4 separate regions of the Mus musculus genome follow, and regions 2, 3 and 4 are each linked to region 1. The links are chromatin contacts, called in public HiChIP or PLAC-seq and promoter capture Hi-C maps. All regions are on one chromosome and are shown on one strand. Each heading gives the region's core, a stretch centred on a gene start, on an enhancer-like site or on the middle of the called end of the contact. The rest is flanking DNA. Distances are from core to core; before and after follow the strand shown.

Region 1 (2,795 bases), core at 181-2,680:
GACTCAGGTAGAAGGGTCATGAGGGTTGAATTCAGCTTGGGCTACATACCAAATTCTTTTTTCAAAAAAAAAAAGTCAATCAAAGAAACAAAAAAAATGTTTGCTCCATAAAAAAAACGGGACTGGGTGTAGCACCCAGGCAGGGATGATCGATGACATCACGCACGTGTAAAAGACCTCTACGAACATCCAAACTCTTGTTATCCTGTCTACGGAGACTGTGGGAGACGCTATTTCGAGAGCAGTACCTGGAGCCAGGAGGCCGCACATTCCAACACGGGGATCCGACACACGGCCACGGCCATGGAGACCAGCTTTCCCAACAAGCTCATTCGGCTGTCGTCGGCTTTGTTCCCTTGGGGGCTGAAAAGGGAGGAGAAAATGATCTGCCGCACAGAGTCCTTGCTTTGCTCCTGGAAGTAACTGCACATGATTTCAAGAAGCTGGAGCTCCTGGAGGGAATTCAGTCTCTGTAAAAACAAACCCGGAAGAGAAGCTGTGAGAAGAGGGCCTCCACCTGCCCCTTAGCTCCCACCCTAAGAGATTAGGGAAGTGGATGCTTAGAATCCCAGCGCACACGAGGCTGAGTCTAGCCGATAATGAGTTTCAGGCTGGCCCGAGATACATGGTACACAGAAAGACAGTGTTTGAAAAAGGAAAACAGATCTATTCTTTTTCCCAGGGTGTATTTTTTTCACCCTTCAGAAGCCTAAGCCCGGGGGGGCTTAACTCTATGAATAAGCAAAGGAAAAAACCCTGCATCTAGTTAAGCGACATCCCAGAGGGATGTTAAGTAGCCAGTTCACAAAGCCACCACCCCGGATCATTCATTGGTGGGCGACTGTCACACGCCTGCGAAACGGGCACGCGGCTGAGCAACGCCGCTGGACTGCAAGGCCGGGGGAGCGGAAAGAGGAGCGAGACCTCGGGGCGAGCTCCTGTCACCGAGCGAGGGCACGGCCGGGGCGGGCACCTTGGGCTGCGCGCCGCGCTCCTTGGGCACTTGGAACACGAACTCCTCCAGCAGCTCCACGGAGCCCTTGTCCACGATGGGCAACGGCGCGCTCTGCAGCTGGCTGCTGAAGTAGATGTCCAGGTGGTACAGCACCTCCTTGGCGGCGCTCAGCGCGTCGCGCCGCAGCAGCGAGTGGCGGATGTCGCTCATGGTGCGGCCGCCCTGTCCCCGCCGCGAGTCCTACTTCCGCCCGGAGACAAAGAGGCGCGACCGGCCTGGGCCCCGACGCGGGCAGGGTCGCGGCGCCCGCCCGCCTCTAACAGGCGCCAACCCGCTCAGGGGACCATCGTCGCCGCTGCCGCCGCCGCCACGGGCCAGCGAGTATCCTGGGGTCCGACTGCGGCGCCGCCCAGAGCCGCGGGAGCCGACGCCGCTCGGCCGAACCGGCGGCTGAATGGCGACGGCGGCCCGCAGGGGCCAAGCTCGGGCTGCGGCCGCGCGCTCTCGTGGGCGCCCCCTGGCGGTGAAGCCCGCACGGGCAAGCACGAGGCCCCGCCCCGCCGTCTTCGCAAGAGTTTCTCCGGCTTCAGAGGTGTTTGATTATCAGACACTCGGAGGTGTTCTGAGCCGGCACCACGCACCCAAGCCTTCTCATGCTCCCCTCCAACCAGGACGTGCTCTGATCGCCCCCGGGAGTGGGGCGACTACTAGGACAAATGATGCTTGTAAGCACCCCCACGCCCTGATCCTTCTGTTCCAGGGTCAGTGTTTCCAAATTCTCTCCTGACTCCTGGACCCTCTTAACTGCTATGCTCTAGCCCAGCCCAGGAGGACTATGGGAATCTTAGTACAAGGTTTAGCCCACGTGCTCCCTGTTCCTGAAAACCCTCCCACCCTACAACACTCCCACTCCCCAGCTCAAGATTTCTATACAATCTATGGGCGATGGTTTATTTACAATTTATACTAAACTAGCTGTTAATGAAGACTGGAGATTTTTTTTTTTCTTTTGGTTTTTCGAGTCAGGGGTACTCAGTGTAACCCTGGCTGTCCTGTAACTCACTGTGTAGACCAGGCTGGTCTCAAACTCAGAGATCCACGTTCCTCTGCCTCCTGAGTACTGTGATCAAAGGTGTGCACCACCACCGCCCATCGGGGAGTAGAGATTTTAAACAGAATGGAAAAGTCTTGCGTGTGGCTCACAAATACAATGACTAAGAGGCCTATGGCTGAGAGGATTTAGTTAAGATGATAAAGGGCCCCTGCCTGGGAAAGAACAGACCAGGGAGAGAGTGCAGCTGGGCACAGCCCAGAGACTCTCTTGTACATCAGGGAACAGACTTTATGGTCCTAGTTCAGGCGCCCAAGGGTGCAGTGAAAGAGGCAAAGGCCTCCTTGTCACCCAGAGCCTTGGACATCTCTTGACCCTTCTCACACTAGGACCTCAGAAGTTACTGGATCTAGCAGAATATAGGCAGGAGGGAAATCTGCCCTGGGAGACACGAGAACTCAGCAAGCCTAGCTTCCCATCTCTTTTTCCCCACTAAAGCCCACTCACGCCCACACAGCAGAAACCAACACAGACAATGATGAGAAAACAAATATCCATGTGTACAAATAGGTGTGCACTGTATTTAAAAGGCAGGGCACTTCCGCTCTATTTCTCCTTTTTCTTGTAACTGGGGGTAGCAGGTAGAAAGATCTCTCGAAGGTTGCTCCTAAACCCGTGGGAGTGAATGTTCTGGTGGATCCGGGGCTCAGCTGATGGGGACCAAGCCACCAGAGGCCAGCGCTGGCACCAGGCCCAGTCGCCTTTATACCATTCATTTGTGGTCTGGTT
Region 2 (2,795 bases), core at 177-2,676, 910 kb before region 1:
CTCACTGAGGGCAAGACCTATGTCTATCTCTATTCTCAATCATTATTTTTAGACATTCTTTTGTGTGTGTATGTTTGCACTTGTGTTTGTGTGTGCACGTGCGCCGGTGCATGCACAGGCGTGAATAACTGTGTGCTCCTTTAGCCCTGTTTTATTCGTGTTTTTGTTTTTGTTTTGAAACAGTGTTTCCACTATGAACGTGGAGCTCACTGATTGGCTAGGCAGGCTGGCCAATGAGCTTCAGGGATCTATCTGTCAACCTTTTACCCAAAGCGCTGGGAAGATCGAAGCTCTCAATGGGTTTTGAAGTCGGTCCCGGGGAATGAACTTTCCTGTCTTGGGGGATGAGTGCCATCAGGCAATTTACCAACTGTGTCAGCTCCTTCAGTCATTATTAAATGTGAGAAATCGAGTGTGTATGTGTGTGCATGCACTCGCGCGCTGCAGGTCCTGGGGGAAGACTTGGGGGAATTAGCATCCCAGTGCAGGACCTTAAATTCTCAAGGGATTCACATGGTGCCAAGTTCACCATTTAAGTGTTTTCAACTACCGTCAATCTTCGGGTGTCCACAGTCCCTAGAAACAGGCAGAACTGTTCGCCTTAAAAGGAGCAAGGGGAACCAGCTGTGGTGGTGCACAGCTGTGACTCCAGCAAGAATTGCGGAGCCTGAGCCGGGTTGGTCGTCAGCTAGAAGCCAATCTGGTCTACATACATAGACCCTGTCTTTAAAAAATGAATTTTTAAATTGATTTTAAAGGGCTAGGCACACACCTTAATAGCTACACTCAGGAAGCTGGAACAGGAAGATCATGAATTTGAGGCCAGCCTGATCTAGGTATTCAAAACCAGGCTAGCCTTGGTATGAGACAGGATCTCAAACAACAAAACAAGAACAATCGAGATGGTTCAGTAAATAAAGGTGCTTGTCACCAAGCTTGTCGACCTCAATGCCATCCTCAGAACCCCACAGGGTAGGAGAGAATAGACTGCTGAGAGCTGTCCTCTCTGACCACACAAACACACGTGCGCGCGCGCGCGCACACACACACGTGGTAAAGAACCACAAGTAAATAAATGAATGAATAAAATGTAATTTGCAACATTATACCAAACCAAAAAAAAAAAAAAAGCAAAGCACAGAAAGAGTAGCTGTGCAGAAACGATCAGTAAGGAGCAGAGACCATTTCAAGCATCCCTGGACTTTAAACTCCAGCCTCAATAGGACACCCCTAAAAACGTGATGAATCCAAGCACCCTTCGGGACTGGAGGAGGGGGCTCTGTGTCTCTCTGCACCCGCCCACCTCGAGTGGAAGCTGCGCGCGCAGCGCGAGGGTCCTGCGGTGTCCCGGCTCCGCTCCAGGCCACGATCCAGCCCGGGTTTCCGCGCGCGCCGCCCCGCCCCGCCCCGCGCCGCCTCGGCCGCCACCGGAGCCGCTCGGAGCTGCGCGAACATGGCCGAAGTCGGCGAGGACAGCGGCGCCCGCGCCCTGCTGGCGCTGCGCTCGGCTCCCTGCAGCCCCGTGCTATGCGCCGCGGCTGCGGCCGCCGCCTTCCCGGCCACTACGTCCCCGCCGCCGCCGGCGCAACCTCCACCCGGGCCGCCCGCGCTGCCCGCCGAGCCCGGCCCCGGGCCGGTGCCCTCCACCGTCGCCACTGCCACCACCACCGCGCCCGCCCTGGTGGCCGCGGCCGCTGCCTCCGTGCGCCAGAGCCCCGGGCCTGCCCTGGCTCGCCTGGAGGGTCGGGAGTTCGAGTTCCTGATGCGACAGCCCAGCGTCACCATCGGCCGCAACTCGTCGCAGGGCTCGGTGGACCTAAGCATGGGCCTGTCGAGCTTCATTTCCCGGCGCCACCTGCAGCTCAGCTTCCAGGAGCCTCACTTCTATCTTCGCTGTCTCGGCAAGAACGGCGTCTTCGTGGACGGGGCCTTCCAGAGGCGCGGAGCGCCCGCCCTGCAGCTACCCCAACAGTGAGTACTGCGCCACCCTCGGGTCACCCCTCTCCGGACCTGGCCTGAACCCCCTGGCCACCCCTGACCTCTACCCCGCCCAGCTTGGCTCCTTGTCACTCTGTGATCTCGACCCTGCTCAACCTGAACCCCCCGCCCCCCGGTCACCCCCTGAACTCGCCTCCGCCTGGTCTGGCACCTGGGTCGAGCCTCAAATTTCTTACCGTTCCCACCGGGTCCCAGCCCTTGGTCACTCCCTCCTCCATCTCGACCCTGCCAGGCCCTAGCCCCTCTAATCTCGACTCTATCCGGCTCTGATTCCCTAGCCATCTCCCAGTCTTGATCCCACCTAGCTCTGACCCCTGGTTACACAGATCTCCATCCCACCCGGCCCAGCTGAGCCTGATCCTTAAGTTACTGGTGATCTCACCCATCACCTGGCTCTGACCCCGTGGTTGTCCTGATCTTAATCACGACCCAACTAACCCTGACTCCCCAGTTAACTCATTGGGCACTGATCCCTGGATGGGCCCGACTCCCATTCAGCCTGAAATCCTGTCACCCTGACCCTGGACAGGCCTGAACACTTGGGTCCATTCTAACCCCTTTCTCTCTCTCTGACTCTGACTCTGACTCTGTCTGTCTGTCTGTCTGTCTGTCTCTCTCTCTCTCTCACACACACACACACACACACACACACTTACACACACACACTTGCACACTCCCCAACCCCATCTGTCTTCCACTCCTCCCATGTTGGAGTTGGCTACCCATGATCTCCAACCCTTTCTGAACCCAGCTTATCCCTAATCCCACCTGGCCTCAATACCTGGGGTCACTCTTGA
Region 3 (2,795 bases), core at 118-2,617, 870 kb after region 1:
TCTCAGTTCCCCCCGCCCCCAGTCCTTTCATTGAAGTCCAAATGACATGAGGGAGGTGACAGCTTTCTACCAGAACCATGGCCCACATGACTGTGTCACAAGTACTGAGACCCAAGCCTGCTGAACTTAGCCAGAGCTATGCAGAGTCCTGGCTGAGTTGTTTAGACCTGTCCTATTAATGGGGGGGTGGGGGGGAGACACACTACTATTAGTTGAGCCTAGTGACCAGTTACCCTTATGATTCCTGCAGCAAGAGGCTGAGGCAGAAGGGTAGCCATGAGTCTGAGGACAGCCTTGGCTTTGGAGTCTGTCTCTAAAAGGAAAAAAAAGAGCCAGGGATGTAGCTGAGCTGAGCACATGTGAAGAAACACTGGTTTGGTCCCTAGCACCACACTGCCCCAACACACATCTGTAACTACAACAGTCACTGGATCAAAGAATATATATTTTCAGCACATTTTAGTTGAGTGTGCCATGACCCAATTGCAGTTCTAGCACTTGGGAGGCAGAGGAGACACTGGAGGGTCAGGTGCGCAAGGGCAGCCAGTGTGCTACAGCTAGCAAAATGGCACAGCTGGTAACGTCACGTGCAGCCAAACCGAAGGACTTGAGTTCGACCCCGGCACAACGTGGTGGAAGTAGAGAACAGACTCCTGCAAGCTGTCCCTCTGACCTAGGAGCATGCACATACACCAAAAATAGACACACAGATAAAGGCTAGCAAGAAAACCTGTTTTCTGTGAGCAACATGACACTCACATAGAGGTCAGAGAACAACTTGGGGGAATTGGTTCTCTCCTCCCACTTTGTGGGTCCCAGGCTCCTCAGTCTTGGCATCTTCCCCTCTACCCATAGGCATCTTACTGCCCCATAACCTTTTATATTGTAATTCCCTTGTAACCTCGGGAAACCAAGGCAGGAGCTAGCAACAGATAGGTAGACATGGGTGGCACCCCCTTGCACCCCATTTCAGTAAGGGGAGACAAAAAGAGGAACAGCCCTGTCCTTGAGCCCTTAGGACTAGCAGAGTCCGCTGGAGAAACCAGGGTGCTCCAGGGCAGGGAAGGAGAGAGCTTGCCAGCTTCGCTCAGGGAGGTGGATGTGGTTCCTGCAAGACTATGCAGGGTGGCTTATCCTAGACTCTGTTCTGACTCTTAACCCCAAGGCCAGGTGTCCTGGCCAGATGCGATCCGGGTCCCCCCCCCCCCCTCCCCGCCCTGGCAAGTCCCCAGAGAGGTCGCCTGCTCTCAGAACTGGAGGGAGGGAAGGGAAGGCGGGTCCGCACGGGTCCTCAGAGCGAGGGGCGTGGCCGCAGGTGCCGCCCTGGCCCCTCCCAGCGAACTCATTTACATGCTTCCCGCAGCCCCGCCCGTGGTGGCTAAAGCTACGTGTCCTTGTCCCCCGTGGGCAGCCTCTGCGCGTACGGCCTCGAATCCCCAGGTAAACCAAGGGGTTGGGGAAACTATATAGGACTGCTGGGAGGGAACCCCAGAAGCTTGATCAGACGCCTGGCAGCTGTAGGGGAAAACAGACAGACAGATGGGATGGTGGCTTCCACTCAGACTGGCTGGTGCTGTCCACGTGGTAGAACTGGGGGCTGCTGCAGGGCCTTGGCAACTATCAGTCTGACCTGTGAGCTGTCCTGCGTGCACTCACTGAGGTTCTGGTTCTGATCATGTCTGGACCTGTGTCATGTCCAGCTGTAAACGTGATGTTTAAAGGGTGCTGCCTGTCTGGGACAAATGACAGTGTCGGGGGGCGGGGGGGACCCATAAGCCAGGGTTGGGACCTGTTCCTGGGTGGTTTAAGCAAATTGTCAAGTACGGAGGCTCAGGAGGAGCAGGGGACCCAAAATGGGTTCCCAGATAAGTGGGGAGGGAAGAAGGGATGGTAGGTTAGAGAAAAGTGGGTCAGTGTGAACTCAGCCAGGGCTTTGGGAGCACAGGTGAGTCAACTCAGGGTTCAGTGTGGACGGGAAGCGCCTAGGTGTCCACTAAGCACCAGTGGTCAGCTGCACTGGCTAAGGAAGCAATGAGACAGCCATGCCGCGTGTCCACTGGCCACACTGAATGACTGCAGAGGGGCTGTGTTCTGAATTTCAGTTGGAAGGGCCTCACCCAGCCACCACCTCCTGGGAAAACCAGCCTGGAGCTATGAAGACCAAAAACCGGCCCCCTCGGCGCCGAACACCCATGCAGGACACAGAAGCCACCCCAGGAGAGCAGACACCTGACAGACCCCAGTCAGGCTCAGGGGGGTCAGAGCTGACAAAGGGTCTCCGGAGCAGGACAGCGCGTGCAAGCGGAGGTCGGGGAGAGGTCAGCCGCCGGCGACAGGGGTCTGGTGGCCGCAGGGAGAACAGTGTTCAGAGGCGGCTGGAGAGCAATGAGCGAGAGAGGCAGCGGATGCATAAACTCAACAATGCCTTCCAGGCACTGCGCGAGGTCATCCCGCACGTGCGGGCTGACAAGAAGCTCTCCAAGATCGAGACCCTCACGCTGGCCAAGAACTATATCAAGTCGCTGACCGCCACCATACTTACTATGTCCAGCAGCCGCCTCCCGGGGCTGGAGGCACCAGGTCCTGCGCCAGGCCCTAAATTATACCAGCACTACCATCACCAGCAGCAGCAACAGCAGCAGCAGCAGCAGGTAGCTGGGGCCATGCTTGGTGTCACTGAGGACCAGCCCCAAGGCCACCTGCAACGCTACTCTACACAGATCCACAGCTTCAGAGAGGGGAGCTAGCACGCGCTTCGGGCTCCGGGGCAGGTTGGCAGTGAGGAGCCTGCCTGC
Region 4 (2,795 bases), core at 114-2,613, 850 kb before region 1:
CTGCCTCAGAGCCCCTGGCATTCATCCTGACACTCAGCCAGGTGAGAAACAACCCACTTGTCCCTTTTTTCTGTGTACATGTTTTTGGGTGTGACTGCACCTGTGTGTGTATTTGTGTGGAGGCAGAGGACAACCTCAGCTGCTGTTCCTCAAGTGGGGTGTGTGTTCACATGCAGAGGCATAGGCATATGTACACTGGCCACAGGAGACGTGAGCAGATCAGAGGACAGCCTTCAGGTGCCCACCCTCATGGCTACTTACACCTTGTCTGAGACAGATTCTCTTTACCATCTCATAAGCCAGGGCGGCTTATCCTCCAGCCTCAGGAGAGTCTCCTGCCTCCTCCATCTCCTGTAGGTGTGCTGGGATTACAAATCCTTACACTACTGGGCTCAGGTTTTATGTAGCTTCTGAGGACCCAAACTCAGCCTGTCAGGCCTGTGTGTCAATCACTTTCAGGTTCTGAGTCTTCTTTCTTGCCCTACCTCTTCTCTGAGACAGAATCTCTCGTTGGCCTGGGACTTGCCAAGTAAGCTAGGGCCGGCCAGCAACCCTTAGGGATACTCCGATCTCCACTTCCTCAGTGCTGGGACTGCAAGTGTGGGTTTTATTTTTATATGGCCACCCAGGGATGGAACTCAGGTACTCATGTTCACTTTTACCAGCTGAGCCGTTTCTACTTCTGCCCGTTTCTCCCTGAAGCCTTGCTTATTACTAGGCCATGAGCACTAGGTATTGATTGGCAAGAGCCAGAAAGACACGGGTCCAAGTGTCTTTCCCACTGTGACAGCTCCTCAGTCTACTACCAGTTTCCTTTTTCTGTGTGTGCAATAGGCACCCATCTCCCAACCCAAATAGGTGAATAGTGCCAGGGCCTCATCTTAAAACCCAAGACTAGCAAGACATTGGGTATTTCTGCAGCAAAGAGCCTGACAGAATTTATAAAACGTGTCTGCCATACAGCTTTTGCTAAGGATGTTCTTTCTCTGCCACCAAGTCGCGCCCCCAGCCTCTCACTGGGGTAAATCTAGTCACCCTACTGCTAAACTATGTGCCTGCCTAGTCTCTCCAGGTCTAGAGTCTACCACTGGCAGTTCCGGGATCAAAGGAAACTGTTTCGGAGCCAGGAGTTCTGGGTTCCAAGGACCACGGTTCCATGACTCCCTGGCTGCTGACTGACGTGGAGAGAAGCCCAGGAGCTAGGCGGGAACTGGCTTCTGTACTGCAATATTTTGGCCAAGGCCTCCGCCCCGCCCCGCCCACCTGCCGCAGGACCGGAAGCTGGTCTGTCTTTTGCGCGGGGGAGTGGGAGGGATGGCCCTCCCACGTGGTGTGGCACCGGAAGCCGTCAGCTAGCGCTCCAGATTCTCCCACGTGATCCAGCCAGGACGCGGGAGGGTGGTGGCGGGGGTAAGAGGTGGGGCGAAAGAGGGCAGACACAGTCCGGTCACATGACACGTCATGTGACACGATCCCGGAAGTCCGCGGCAACGTTTCGGGCACTGGTGGGCTTGGAGCCGTGTCGGCATGTTCTCGGCGGGCGCGGAAAGTCTGCTGCACCAGGCCAGGTCTGCCGATCTGGGGCTGGGGCCACGGGGCGTGAGACGAAGCCGGGGAGGAGCGGGGAGGCGGTGGTCCCGCTGCACGGTTCGGGTCTCCGTGTGGCGCCGGGTCCGGGGCTCAGGGCGACCTGCGTGGAATGTGAGGCGCACAACTCAGCTAAGGGATCCTCCTCATCGTGTCTGGGTCCATGCTAGTGCTGACCCTGCACTGAGAGTCTAGGTTCTTTCCCAAATAGCCAGCCCAAGACTTGGTGGTACGTGATTCAGCGAAGGAAACGACTACCCGAAGCCCAGACCTGATGCATTTGGTAAACTGAAAATGCAAAGGGACAAATCTGGACTCTGAGCTGGGCCACTCGTGGGGAAAGTTTAGAATGGTTAAGATCTCTGGGATCTCCCAGAGCCTGAAAGAGTTAAAAGTCTGGAGTCTACGAACAAGACAGTACTCCGAAGACAGAGGGACTTAATAGGTAAATGACCTTGCCACCAAGCCTGACTCTCTCGATTCGACCCCCGGGGCTCGGGGAGGAAGAAGAAAATCAACTCCAGCAAGTTGTCTTTGGATCTCCACTCGAGCACCCCAACATGTACATAAATAAATGTAATAAATTAAAAAACAAAGACAGTTTTCTTAAGATCTATTAGGAAAATGGTTGGTGACCCAGCCACACAGTCTCCCCATGGGCCCACAGCCCTCCTTTGCCTTCAGTACTGGGTGGGTACTTTTCATTTTTAAGCAGTAACCTTTTCATGCCAACACAAAAATAACGCTATCCTGTCTCATAGCATCTGTGGTTTATCACTGCCCCAGTTGGGTACAACCCTGGGCCATTTGTATCTCCTTTTGCTCACCCAGCCTGTTCTCTAGGTGCCTCAATAAGACTCTGGGTGGAGGATGCAGGAAACAAAGCAGGCGAGGGTGGTAGGAAAGCTACTGGAGACCTTCCTCGGCCTGGGACATGTGGTACCTGCAGAGACAGTGCAGAACCAAGTTCAAGTACCTGACAGACAGGCTCAAAATGGGGGCAGTTTGCAAACCATCAGCCCTGTCAGGACACCATAGTGGGACTGTCAGCCATGATTTAGGAAGTTGGGGGCTCTCTTCCTCAGCGCCCACAGACAACTGATCCATTTATTTATTTATTTAGAGATGGCTGAGACAGAGTTTTACTGTGTGGCCCCTGAAACTCACTCTGTAGACCAAGCTGGCCTCAGACTCACAGAGATCCACCT

Evidence for each region. Promoter capture Hi-C pulls out the DNA fragments that hold promoters and counts their contacts. HiChIP or PLAC-seq counts read pairs in DNA pulled down with a chosen protein or histone mark.
Region 2: an HNF4G HiChIP or PLAC-seq map of pancreatic cancer cells shows a contact between it and region 1. The contact joins the promoter of Foxk1 here to the promoter of E130309D02Rik in region 1. A contact is called at or near these places in 1 of 39 promoter capture datasets (erythroid cells) and 1 of 115 datasets of contacts at active chromatin or transcription factors (pancreatic cancer cells).
Region 3: a contact with region 1 is called in a promoter capture Hi-C map of liver, with 2.9 times the contacts expected there. The contact joins the promoter of Bhlha15 here to the promoter of E130309D02Rik in region 1. A contact is called at or near these places in 2 of 39 promoter capture datasets (cranial neural crest and liver), 1 of 115 datasets of contacts at active chromatin or transcription factors (memory CD8 T cells) and 1 of 9 other capture datasets (liver).
Region 4: a contact with region 1 is called in a promoter capture Hi-C map of liver, with 3 times the contacts expected there. The contact joins the promoter of Ap5z1 here to the promoter of E130309D02Rik in region 1. A contact is called at or near these places in 2 of 39 promoter capture datasets (liver and pre-B cells), 3 of 484 Hi-C or Micro-C datasets (CD4 T cells and bone marrow-derived macrophages), 1 of 115 datasets of contacts at active chromatin or transcription factors (microglia) and 1 of 9 other capture datasets (liver).

Annotation. Positions count from the first base shown.
Region 1 is chr5:143,313,930-143,316,724 of GRCm38.p6, forward strand. E130309D02Rik (RIKEN cDNA E130309D02 gene) reads right to left here and starts at 1,431. Exons shown (of 6, transcript NM_172726.4): 1 at 974-1,431; 2 at 249-470. The coding sequence starts at 1,165. Zdhhc4 (zinc finger, DHHC domain containing 4) reads right to left here. Exons shown (of 8, transcript NM_028379.5): 8 at 2,560-2,795. The coding sequence ends at 2,613.
Region 2 is chr5:142,400,071-142,402,865 of GRCm38.p6, forward strand. It overlaps Foxk1 (forkhead box K1), which reads left to right and starts at 1,427. Exons shown (of 9, transcript NM_199068.2): 1 at 1,427-1,971. The coding sequence starts at 1,454.
Region 3 is chr5:144,188,919-144,191,713 of GRCm38.p6, forward strand. It overlaps Bhlha15 (basic helix-loop-helix family, member a15), which reads left to right and starts at 1,368. Exons shown (of 2, transcript NM_010800.4): 1 at 1,368-1,440; 2 at 2,103-2,795. The coding sequence starts at 2,154. The coding sequence ends at 2,747.
Region 4 is chr5:142,462,568-142,465,362 of GRCm38.p6, forward strand. It overlaps Ap5z1 (adaptor-related protein complex 5, zeta 1 subunit), which reads left to right and starts at 1,364. Exons shown (of 17, transcript NM_172725.2): 1 at 1,364-1,568. The coding sequence starts at 1,528.